Linked DNA regions of Capra hircus: region 2 is linked to region 1. The links are chromatin contacts, called in public Hi-C maps. All regions are on one chromosome and are shown on one strand. The core of a region is the stretch at or near the end of the contact, and the rest is flanking DNA. Distances in the headings are between cores, read along the strand shown.

Region 1 (6,361 bases), core at 1,011-3,510:
AGGCAAGAATACTGGAGTGGGTTGCTATATCCTACCCCAGGGAATCTTCTCCACCCAGGGATGGAAGCTGCGTCTCCGGCTTGGCGGGTGGATTCTTTACCACTGAGCCATCTGAGAAGACCCCTCCCCCAGGTTAGGCAATGGATTTAACCCAGTTATGCCTCCTCTTAATCCATCAAAAGGGGGTATTAAGGCCCAGAATGAGGAAATGATTTGGCCTTGACCCCACTGATTGCCGATGACAAGGTGAGACTTGGACCTGTGCCTCCCAGCACTAACCGCCACCCCCCACCCCCGCCAACAGGAGCCCAGGGAGTTGAGACAGCTCTGTGGAACGGTCACACCTCCTAGGTGTCCCTGACCCTCCAGACATGTCATACGGGGCGCAGATGGGTTCCTGGGGCCTCTCCTGTGATCTTGGGGCTGAGAGGTACAGGAGTAGGGGAGCACAGCTTTGGTTTGCCTCTGGCTGAGCCCCCTTCTTGTGAGAGGCCTGGAGGGGCTGAGGGCCCATTCCCCACCCAGTCCCTTACACACCCTGGTCCTCTGGTCCCCGGGCATTCCAGAGAAAACCATCCTACATGGTTTAGGTTCGATTACTCCAAATTCATCAGGATCATGATTTTGCAACACCACTTGATGCCCAAGAAGCATCTGTGAGTTTCTTTTCCCTTTATTAAAAAAAAAGTGGGGTCTTGAAACAACAACAGAGTGTTTCAGAGGCGCAAACTTTTGCAGAAGAGAAGCTAGTGGCCTGGCCAGGCGAGGGGCTCTCACGGACCTCAGGGAGACAAAGAGTGAGGCCTTGGGGGACGGGGCCCCCAGAGTCTGCTGGAGGCAGGGATGGGGGATCTGTCTGTGCTGGGTGGAGGGGAGCCTGAGGGTGGGCGCTGTCTCTGGGCGGGGCTGTCCTTCTCCATCACCTTCAACCTCTCCTCCATCCCGCTAACACCCCTGTTCCCAGGCCACCCTGGGGCCCTGGGGCCTCATTCTCTCCTTGTTCTTGGCTGCGGGCAATGCCAATGGAGGAAGCACCACTTTCTGGGGAGTTAGGAGAGCAAAGGAAAAGGGACGCCCTTGATGGTGGAGTGCCAGGCGGTGAGGAGATGCCCTGTATTGCTCTTCCTGCTGGTGTATGGCCTTGGCTGGCGGCTGGGGGGCGTGCCACAGGCTGGGGTGTCAGGGGTGAGGAGGGGAATCCTCCCTTACTCCTGACTCGACAACTTCCTTCCTCACCTCCCCAAGGTTCCCAAGGCTTCCTTGCAGCTGTGGGTGTGCTGAGCAGGTGAGCAAGTGGAAGGCACAGCCCATGGGATCCCTGGGTGACCTTGGACAAGTGCCTTCTCAGCCTCAGTCTCCTCAGAGGTACAACAAACAGGAGGAGCCGGAGGGAATGGAGTGGCCTGGAGAATCTCAAAGTTCCTTTCAGCCTGCATGGCCTCTTCTGGAATGAGCTGGGACTCAGGACATAGGTGACCAGGGGCTCGGGAAGCAGGGCCCAGGGCACCTTGAGAGGGAGGCTGCTGAGGGAGCACTGATACGTGCAGCAGGCAGCTTCCAGAAGGGTGGACTCGGAAGCTTCCAGAAGGGTGGACTCGGTACAAGTTCGGCTGTCCAGCCAGAGGCCCCATCCCGGCTCCTCCATGGCCAGCTGGGGTATCCAGAAGCCCGAGGAGCCTCTTCCAGGGGCTTCCCAGGGAAGCTGGGGGCTGTGGAGATGCCTCTAGGTATTGGCTAGAGCTGGAGGCACCCATAACTCTGGGTCCCGGAGTCTCCTCTGGAGTGGAAGTAGGGCTCTCAAGACTCAACAAGCCTGCCTGGGCTGTGGCCTGGGCCCTGCTCTTAGAAACACCTTCTCTGCAACGGGGCTGAGGAGGGTCGGGGAAAGACCTAGAAAAAGAGGTGCGCTTTCTTTAAGGAGGAATAGCGAGTGAGGAGTTGGGGAGGGGGCGGGGTACACAGGAGTAGGTCTCTGTCTTAGTGTGTGCGTGGTGGTGGTGGGGACACAGTGAAGAAAAACAGGAGGAAAGGAAAAGATAAAAGGAAAGCCAGAAAAATGAGAAAGGAAGGGTAGGAAGGAGGGGAAAGCCGAGGTGGCAGAAATGTGGGAAATGCAGGAGAAAAGAGAGAAGAGATGTGAGCGAGAAAAAGAGAACAGGGAAGGGAGAGGAGGCGGAACAGCCAGAGAGTGAAGGGGTGAGAGCAAACTCTTGAAGTGGCCCACGCCTTGGCTGCGGGCTGGGCGCCTAGGTGGGCGCTGGCCGGGGCCTCCCATCCCCCCTGCCGTCCAGCTTCCGGTCCTTGCGCGGGCGCCGCTCTCTCTGGCCCTTCTTCCGATTGGGGTTTCTCTCTGCAACAAGAGCACAGAGTATTGTTGCTGAGGCCATCCTGACAGACGAGGGGTAGCCCCACTCCCCGCAGCAGGCTCGGAATGACACAGGGGTGCTGACCTGACAACCACTCCTTTTGAGAGTTGGGACGGCAGCATCACGTACCCTAAACCGGACACTCTCAATTCCTTAGGGGCTGAAGAGGGCACTGACTTGTGGGGCACCACCCATGCTGGGCATCTGCCTCATTTAGGGCTCGAGGTCAATGTGGGGCCCCCTTTGTCAAGAGCTAGGGTGGCTTCGAGGGCTGGAAGGAGTTGGGGAACAGATCCACCCATGTGCACTCACCGCAAGTTTTACCCGGCTCTTTGCTGGAGACGCAACACGTTTCACCAGGGTCTCAGCACCAACCTCCCCACTTTGCTCCCGGCCCAGCTCTGCCCTCAAACAACAGTGACAGCAGCATCTGGCTGATGCTCCTGCTGTTGCCAGCTGTTGCTCCAGGTGCCCTGTGTATCTCATCTCCAGGGTATCCGCGAGGCAAGGGCAGCCCGGATGCCCCATATGATGCTGTCACTGGGGTCTGTACCCACTGGCTCTCCCACCGTGGGGAGTGGATGAACACCCCAGACCTGCTGGGGAATCCTGACCCCACTGTGCCCCCCGCCCCCTATGGAGCTGGTGTGAGTGTCTAACACAAACACACAAACAAGTCCCATTTCTCAGGTGAGGCAACTGAGGCTCAGGAGGGCCCTCACTTACTCAGAGGCACAGCCTAGGCTGGACTTCTGGGCATTACTTTTGAGTGACTCCTGGCTCACGTGGAGCAAAAGACCACGTCGTCTCCGTGGCCTGTACCCCAACCCCCGCCCTTGTTCACACCATCCTGGTCACTGGCAGCTTCATCCACTGCCACACCCTCGCACTGGCTGTGCCCTCTGTCTGGAATGCTGTTCCTGTTGTGAGAGATTATCAACAAGCAAAAAGATGGAGGCATGGGTGGGAGCAAAAAAGTGAAAGTTGCTCAGTCGTATCCGACTCTTTGCAAGCCCATGGATTATACAGTCCATGGAATTCTCCAGGCCAGAATACTGGAGTGGGTAGCCTTTCCCTTCTCCAGGGGATCTTCCCAGCTGAGGGATTGAATCCAGGTCTCCTGCATTGCAAGTGGTTTTTTTTACCATTTGAGCCACCAGGGGAGCCCAAGAATACTATCCCTTCTCCAGTGGATCTTCCCGACCCAGGAATCGAACTGGGGTCTCCAGCATTGCCAGCTGATTCTTTACCAACTGAGCTATCAGGGACTCTGGTGGGACCAAGGACAGCCCTAAATTTCTGATTTAAAAGTGTCTGCACATCCAGGCCACCTTCTTGCATCACTGGCCCCACACTCTTCTACAGGAGCTGCTGGGGGGGTCCCCAGGTCTGGGGTATCTTCGTTTCTCTGGTCCCATCTCAAACTCATCCTCTGTCCCCAGCTGCCCACCATGTATGGGACAGTCCCCCCGGAAGAAGGCTCATCCCATCCAGTTCCCTAGCGGCTGCCCTAGCTTCACGTAGCGAGGAATCAGCTCGCTCAGAGCTGAACTCTGTCTCGTGTGTGAATGAATGCCAAGTGCTGTGGAACACTTGTCCTGTTGCTGGCTATTCTAGGGCCACCAATGTGCTGTCAATCAGGAGGTGAGACAGCTCTGTTGGACTTTACAGAGAACTGGTCGCCATTTGGGAAACTGCGTCTCTGATGGCAACATGGTGGTGCCTGAGGCCCTGACTGTGGACGGCTACCGCCTTCACTGTGACGTTACTTCAGTCAGTACTGTGTTGGACCCAAGCACGGCCATAATGAAATTTGTTTCTCCTTATAGTTAGGCACTAGGCGTGGGTGCATGCTAAGTCCCTTCAGCCGTGTCTGACTCTTTGTGACCCTATGGATCATAGCCCACCAGGCTCCTCTGTCCATGGGATTTTCCAGGCAAGAATACTGGAGTGGGTTGCTGTGCCCTCCTCCAGGGGACCTTCCCGACCCAGGGATCAAACTCTAATCTCTTACATCTCCTGCATTGGCAGGCACGTTCTTTCCCACTAGTGCCACCTGGGAAGCCCAGCTAGGTACTATACTGATTTTTCTTTTTTAATGACCAGTGCAAATGGGTCACATTATTCATAACTTTGTTTCAGAGTGTCAAGGGGAGGTCCCCAGTCCTTTATTATAGGAGGTATCAGTCTGAAGGGGTCTCAAACCCCTGCTGGAAAGGACAAGCTTGGTCTTCCTAAGGGGTCTGAGGCTGACACTTGCAGGTGGACGCTGGGGAGGGCAATGCTCAACACCCAGGAAGCTGTGGCTAGTGGGGGCCTTCGGGCTGTGCTGTGCTGAGTCACTCAGTTGCCTCCGACTCTTTGTGACCCCATGGACGGTAGCTCACCAGGCTCCTCTGTCCATGGGGATTCTCCAGGCAAGAATACTGTAATGGGCTGCCATGCCCTCCTTCAGGCGGTCTTCCCAACCCAGGGATTGAACCCAGGTCTCCTGCATCGCAGGCGGATTCTTTACCATCTGAGCCACTAGCGAAGCCCTCAGGCAGCCCTACAGGGACGCTTCGTGGGGTCTGGGTCCTGCAGTCACTACTCCCTGCCTGTTGCCCACCGTGCCCACCCTGGTGCTCACCTCCTGGGCAGGGCCTCCGGATGGGGCATTTCCTTGACTCAGACAGCACCTGGCAGGTGGCTGCCTCCTCCCGCCCAGCCCGGCCGGTCTCCCGCACGCGGGTCTCCAGGCCCCAGGCCGAGCCGCAGGTCTTCCCGTTGTGTGTACAAGGGCTCCAGCTGCCCCAGGGGCTCAGCTCACACTCCTCTGGGGGAGGGGAGGGGAAGACAGACAGACGGATGGGGTCAGTTGGCAGTGAGTTTCCCTCAGATCAAGTGCAGGGTCTGAGGAGTTCAGCTCCCTGAAGCCACCATCTCCATGTGTTAGAGTCTCAGGCTGTCATTAAGGAGCCAAAGGGGAACGTTTAAACAGCTACTTATGAGATCCTGGGATGAGAGCGGTACTAATGCAAACACAGGCCGTGGCGGGCCGGAAGCCTGAGTGACCGACTGTGTGGCTTTAAAGGGGAAGGCTTCCCTGAGGAGGTGACGTAGGAGCCAGAGGAAGAGCAGACTTATCAGGCGGCAGCGGAAGGAAGTGCATCCCAGGTAGGTGTGCACAGCCCTGGAGGCCTGGCCATCCTGTGTGGGGCACGAGGATGCTGTAGTGAGGGGCAGAGGGAAGGTTCAGGATGGGAGGGACAGGAGACAGGCTGCAAGGTTGGCTGGGAGGCCCTCAGGGCCAAGACCTGGTTTCTGAACCTGATCATGTGCCCCTGATAAGTTTAGGAGGTGGGAGTTACGCTCTGCTGTTGTGAGGAAAAATGAGGTCATGGACAGAAAAGGTAGGGAGTAATTTTTTTTTTTAATATATGAATATATAATATATAGTATTCTTTCACATTTGGTTCTTTTAAGAGCCCTGGAAAGGTAGGCAGAGAATAGGGAAGCTCTTAATACCTCCACTTTGCAGATTAGTACATGGAGGCCTAGAGCAGGTAAGGGGTAAGCTGAGGCTCCAATCCTTTGGCCATCTTATGCGAAGAGCAGACTCATTGGAAAAGACCTGGATGCTGGGAAAAATGGAGGGCAGGAGAAGAAGGGGGCGACAGAAGATGAGATGGTTGGATGGCATCACTGACTCAAAGGACAGAGTTTGAGCAAGCTCCAGGAGATGGTGAAGGACAGGGAAGCCTGGCGTGCTGCAGTCCATGGGGTCAGAAAAGAGTTGGAGACGACTGAGTGACTGAACAACTAGGGAAAAGAGGCGCTTGCACAGCAGAACAGCAAGTGTTTACGATCCAGCAGGGCCCAGTAACCAGGTCTCCAGATCCTGGAACTATGGTCCTTCAGAGACGCATTCATCTGGGAAGCACAGCCTGATACCTGCCATGTGCCCCCTGCTGTGCGGGGTGCCCGGGTGAGGCAGGGAAGGCATAGCCCTGGTC
Region 2 (6,361 bases), core at 1,561-4,060, 130 kb before region 1:
TCCAACAGGAGAGTTTCCAGGGAAGACTTCAGCTGACTCACGGAAGATCGCCCATAGTTTCACTCGTAGTGTCTTTCGGGGTGGACGTTGCTTTCCTGACGGGTTGGTGGGCAAATGGATTAGGGGTTGGAGGCGCCGCTGCCGTTATTCAGAAAAGCCACGAGGGGGCGCAGGAAGCCCCAAACTCCAGAGATGTACCTTGCAAAGGGCATCTTGAGGTTTAGGATCTTCTCACTGAGTGTGTGTGTGTGTGTGTGTGTGTGTGTGTGTGTGTCTGACTGTGTGTGTGTGTGTGTGTGTCTGACTGTGTGTGTGTGTGTGTGTGTGTGTGTGTGTGTGTTGTTGGGCGGAGGGTCTTAAAAAGTGGGTGATGGAAAGAAGCAGAAAGATCAGAGGAAAAAGAGACGCAGGAGGAGAAGGTTAGGGGAAGAGGCCTCCAAGGGTGTCTCCTGATCAGTTATGGATTTGTTTACTCCCAGTTTAGCCGACCAGGTGCAGACCTCATAAAAATGAGTGCTATCTCATAGCCCTGAATTGAACTCAGGAGTACAGAACAGACTGGAGAAAAAGTCATAGGATAAATATGTACAGTATGATGATTCCTTTTGTGTAATATGTATATACTGTGCTTAGTTGCTCAGTCATGTCTGACTCTTTGTGACCCCATGAACTGTAGCCCACCAGGCTCCTCTGTCCATAGGGATTCTCCAGGCAAGAATACTGGAGTGGGTTGCCATGCTCTCCTCTAGGGGATCTTCCCAACCCAGGGATTGAACCCTGGTCTCCTACACTGCAGGCAGATTCTTTTACCATCTGAACCACTAGGGAAGCATATCCCTTCTCCAAGGGATCTTCCAAGCCCAGGAGTTGACCCGGGGTCTCCTGCATTGCAATCGGATTCTTTACCAGCTGAGCTACCAGGGAAGACAATGTGTGTGTGTGTGTGTGTGTGTGTGTGTGTATTCCCCACAAATAAAAGCTACATATTCTTAGGGCTGTGTGTGTGTTTACCATATATATCACCATAGGAAAAAATCTTGAAAGATAAGTTTTAAATTGACAATAGTGAGGACTTCCTTGGTGGTCCAGGGGTTAAGGCTCAACCTTCCAATGCAGGAGGCTTGGGTTTAATCCCTGGTAGGCGAGCTAAGGTCTCATACGCTATAGGAGCAGCCAAAACTGTAAAAACATAATAAAATTAAAAACCTAAATTGACAATAGGAGTTATCTTTGGGATTGTGTATATGTGTGTAGAGGGGGTCAAGGAATAGGAAGGGGAATGGGAAATGATCAAAGAGGACTTTCAGAGTTAACGGAAGTTTTTCACTTTTCTAGGAATCTGTAACCCTGTTAGTTGTGTAACCTAAAATTAAAAACTACTTAAGAAAACAATGGAGAAGAAGGAAAAAAAGAAACATCCAATGCCATCTTAGTGGCGCAGCAATAGAGGTTTTCCACCCAGCTCAGGGGAGGTGAGAGCCTCCTCCGCTCTGCTGAGAGTGTCCCTAGGGCCTCCTTTCTTCTCCTTGGCTCTGTCCTGTGTGGGGACCAACGACAGCTCAAGGTGGATCAGAAGTTAAAGGTGGGGGGAATTGTGGCACCATCTGAATGGGGTAAAGATAGGGGAGCACATCCTCTGCTCAAGCTGGAAGAACTGAGCTGGAATGGGAACAGTGCAGGAGACTTAGGAGATGCAGGTTCAATCCCTGGAGGAGGGCATGGCAACCCACTCCAGTATTCTTGCCTGGAGAATCCTATGGACAGAGGAGCCTGGTGGGCTACAGTCCATGGGACCAAAAAGACTTGGACATGGCTGAAGTGACATAGCACGCACGTGGCCAATGGGTCACTGCAGACTGACCTCTACTGGACACCCTGGTGCAGGATTTCGGGAGTGAAGGGAGGTGGAAATTCCAGCCCAGATGGGATAGAGATTTTCCATCCAGCCAAGTAGGGAAGGTGTGGACTAATTTGGAATGTATGAAAGCTGAGGCAGCATGATGCCTCCTAAGAATGTAGTAATACCAAGGATGGATTCCCTGCGTCTAGGGAGGCTGTGGGGAATTTCGTGCAATACCCAATTGGAAAACAATACGGAGATGAGACTTCAACCGTAGGTGGGCCTCAGTATTTTCATCTATAAAATGGGTGAAAGGTGGAAATCTGGCCACTCTATACCTTCCACTGTCTCTGATTTTTTTTTTTTTTTCTATTCCAGGGGTCATACTCAATGAAGGCGGCGACAGAGGATGAGATGGTTGGATGGCATCATTGACTCAATGGAGATGAGTTTGAACGAACTCTGGGAGATAGTGGAGAATAGGGAAGCCTGGCGTGCTGCAGTCCATGGGGTCAAGAGTAGAACACGACTGACTGAACAAGGGCAATTCTTTATGGCCCTCAACCTGAGGATTTGCAGTTCCGATCATTAGCCACCAGAGAGCGCCTTCTGACAGATTTGGGGGAAAAAACAAACCAAAACAAAACCAGCCTGACCTGAGGGGGAACCTGAGACAGGGGTCTTTCCTCGCTTTGTCTGCTCTTTCACATGACTGCTGATTGGGATTAACTCTGCCCCTGCACCAGGGATAGAGCAAGGAACAGAGACTCCTGTTTTCCCCACACCGCACATCCGATCTCTCAGCCGACCCTGCGGGATAGAGTCTGGCCACTCTGTCCCTTCCACTGCCACCACTCCGTCTGGCCTCCTTTGCGTCGTCGTGCTTGGACTCTGCTGCCGTCTCCTCCCTGGCCATCCTACTTCACCTGCTCCCGCCCTTCACGTCATGACTCAGAGCCTGTCCTGCCTCTGCGCAGACCCCTCCCCGCCTGGCTCCGCCCGTTCCTCCCTGTGGGCCGCCACTGCCGTCCTGCCCCCATCACACCGAGCTTGGCTTCCTTCCTCCCAGCTCTCCACTGCAGCCACACTGGCCTCCCTGCTGTCGCTCACCCGGCAGACTCTGCCCTAGGGCCTTTGCCCTTGCTGTTCCCTCAACCCGGGGCTCTTTCCTTAGGCAACCCCAGGTCCCTTCCTCCCTTTATCCAGGTCTCTGCTCAATCCCAGCCTTCAGAGGTGACCCCTTAACAAAGCAGCCCAGTCACCGTCCCTGTCTCCCTCCATGAGCTGCTCCCGCTGTCCTCACTGTGCCCTTGATGCCGGGCTACACCCTGTCCTCTTATGTGTCTTGCCTGGCCTCTGACTCCCACCAGCCTCAGCTTGACCAGGGTGGGGACCGTGTCTGATTTGTTCCTGGCTGAGGCCCTGGTATCTAGTTTGTGCCTGACACACAGATAAGCTCAGGAAATATCTGTTGACTGTGAAAAAGGAGAGCTTGAGGACAGACAGCTGAGCCCCAGAGTAAGAGTGACCTTCGGGGCCCTGTGTGAGTGACAGGTGAGGGGGAACCTGGCTGCCGCTGCTGGAGGCAGGACCCTCTCCTGTCCGGGGGACTGGGGGTGGGGTTGGGGGGCGGCACTGAGCCCTCACCCTCACCTCCTCACATGTCTGGGGTCCTGTCCCATCCCCCACCCATGACCCTGACTGGCTGGGGGTCAGAGGTCGGCTTCTGACCCTTTCTGTGCCCACAGACCTTCTCTCCACCTCTTCCTCTGCAGGACCCTGTCCTGGGTCCTTTAGGAAGATCCAGGGTCAGGCCTGGGCCTCAGTTTCCCTGTCTGCCTAGTGAGCTAGACAACGAGAGGAAGGGGCCCAGGCCCACGTCCCAAGGTGGGGGATGGTCTGGTGTGAAGGGACTGTGCCCTGCCCCTCCCCCACCCCAGGCACTGGCTCACTGGCTGGGGGCCCCCAGGGACAGTAAAGCTGTTGGCTTCCTGCCTGGCCCCAAACCTGAGAGCAGATGTCCCAGGGAGGGGACAGTCAGTGGTGAGGCCCCCGGAGCTGCTCAGAGAACCAGAAGCCAGCCCTGTGGGGAGAATCAGGGGGTCCCAGGGAAGGAGGGCCAAGCTTCCCAGATACAGGGCTGGCTTTCCCCAACCCAGAATGTTCTTCCCGCCTTATCCCGGCTTCTTTCACTCTCACGGCAGGTTCACAGTTTTGGCTATACCCAGGATCTGCCATGATGATTGTTTCTTAACGATTTTTTTTCTCTAAGTCAACCAGAAAAGATTGCATTAGAATAATTTTAGACACAGAGAAAAATACAGAATGACATTATGAACTACATACCCAATACCCAGATGAAACACAGGCATTTTCCATATTAGCTTCGCCTATTTCTTCCTGAAATATCAATGTGAATTGTAGATATCCTCAATTTTTGTCCCCAAATACTTCAGTTTGCATCTCCAAAAAGTAAGGCCATTTCCAGGATCACTGTTGCACTTCATAATATTCATAGTTCTCTGATATCTAATATTTAGTCCACAACTGATTTCCCTGGTTATCCCGAGAATGTGTGTTACAGTTGACCATGGACTTCTTATAAGAGGAAACTTCTTGATACATGAAATGAAAAGCAAGCATATTCTGTCATAAATGGAATGTGCCTCCAGAAATGGGGACAATACTTCTGGAAATGGGGACAGTGTTCCAGGCCGGTGCGATGGCCAGGCTGCACGTGAGGCCCGCGGTCTGCTTGTTGCGCTGGAGCTTAGTGGGCACTGGTGTTGAACACAGAGCAGCAGAGAGGACTGACTCGCTCATGCAAGGAAACCTGGAAAGGACTCAGAAAGCAATGAGCCTTTCCAGGTCGGGATCAGAGTTACTGAATGTGGGACGGGCCTGAGGAGCTCAAGCTGAAAGCGGAAAAGTCCTGCGCCAGGCCCTTGGGTGGAGGGTCTTGGGTGTTAAGTTTCCACAAAGATTCTGTCTCTGGGGCCACGACCTTCCAGTTCCAGAGGGAGCCTCACGCCACCGCGCCCCCCCACCCGCCTCCCCACAGCACTCTGGCCCGGCTTTGCCATCTGGGGTTGGGACGCTAAGAGGACAAAGGCCCCTCACTCTCAGAACACTATTCCGCTGAAAAATCCCATCTGTCAGGCCCTGACCCTCCAGGTTCACAGGCAGCAGGGTGGGGGAGGGGAGAGGCCCCAGCCCCGAGGAGACCCAAGGCACCCCTCTCAGCCTCCACCCTCTGTCCTGGTCAGCATGGGGGTCCTCACGCTTCAGCTGCCTGCTCACTGGGACCCAGGCCAGTCACCTCCCCTTTCTAGGCCTTGGTTTCCCCATGTGTCACGTGCACAGGTGGGATGGGGTGGAGTATCATTTGCCACAGTCAGAAAAATATTGGGGAAAAAAATCATGGATAGAAACAAGTGCTGTGTGCTAAGTTGCTTCAGTCGTGTCCAGCTGTTTGCAACCCCACGGACTGTAGCCCACCAGGCTCCTCTGTCCATGGAGCTCTCCAGGCAAGGATGCTGGAGTGGGTTGCCATGCCCTCCTCTAGGGGATCTTCCCAACCCAGGGATCGAACCCGCGTCTCTGGTGTCTCCTGTGGCGGCAGGCGGATTCTTATCCACCGTGCCACTAGGGAAGTCCACATCTAGGACTCCAGACTGAGGAGACTCTAAGGATTTGACCTCAGGATTTTAAAATTCTGGGATTTTCAGGTTTAAAACGTGTCCCACCTCCTGAAACCTGAAGGATTTGGGAGTGCCGAGCTGATGGGGCTCAGCCTTGGCCAAATCCAGCCTGACCCTCAGGCTTGTCTGTTCCCTACCCTCAGATGCTGGCCTCTCCCTAACCTCCGAAGACTGTTGGATGCCCTCATTGTTCATGCTGGCAGCTGGCACAGCTGGCTTCCTGGCTCCAGAGCCCAAGTGCGTGTGCTCTCTGCCAGGATTTGTGAAGATCTATCAGGAGCTTCTGTGGTTGTGCTGTATAATCTCTATATATCATCATTAGCACGTGCTAAGTCACCTCAGTCGTGTCTGACTCTGCGACCCCATGGACTGTAGCCCTCCAGGCTCCTCTGACCATGGAGATTCTCCAGGCAAGAATACTGGAATGCCTTGCCATGCCCTCCTCCAGGGGAATCTTCCCAACCCAGGGATCAAACCCAGGTCTCCTGCATTGCAGGCGGATTCTTTACTGCCTGAACTCCCATTAGAATAGCACAGTTTTATTGAGCCTGGCTCTGGCCAGGGTTTTGCTGGCATTATCTTGGGTACTTAGGGTAACACCTTACAATGTAGGTGAAATTATTCTTCTGATTATAGATGAGGAAACTGAAAATTCAGACTTTAAGGAACTTCCCCAATCCAGGTGGTAGAGCTGGATTTGAAACCTTGACTGGTTGATCCCTGAGTTCCCAATCTTGACGTTAAACTGCTACGTTTTAAACTTTAAAACCAGAACTCCTCTCTGTGGCCTACAGACTCTCAACCATTTAATGTCAGGCTC

Evidence for each region. A called contact is a pair of places that touch in the nucleus more often than the background predicts.
Region 2: a contact with region 1 is called in a Hi-C map of blood, with 9 times the contacts expected there. The contact joins two enhancer-like sites. A contact is called at or near these places in 3 of 5 Hi-C or Micro-C datasets (blood and liver).

Annotation. Positions count from the first base shown.
Region 1 is chr13:59,450,935-59,457,295 of ARS1.2, reverse strand. RSPO4 (R-spondin-4) reads right to left here. Exons shown (of 5, transcript XM_005688332.3): 4 at 4,996-5,181; 5 at 659-2,350. The coding sequence ends at 2,247. Among named protein-coding and RNA genes, the nearest start is that of RSPO4, 35 kb to the right of the region's middle. Within about 2 kb of position 2,260, at least 1 of the 5 cell types and tissues checked has an H3K27ac peak or open chromatin away from gene starts, as enhancers often do.
Region 2 is chr13:59,582,425-59,588,785 of ARS1.2, reverse strand. No RefSeq gene overlaps it. Among named protein-coding and RNA genes, the nearest start is that of SLC52A3, 7.2 kb to the left of the region's middle. Within about 2 kb of position 2,810, at least 5 of the 5 cell types and tissues checked have an H3K27ac peak or open chromatin away from gene starts, as enhancers often do.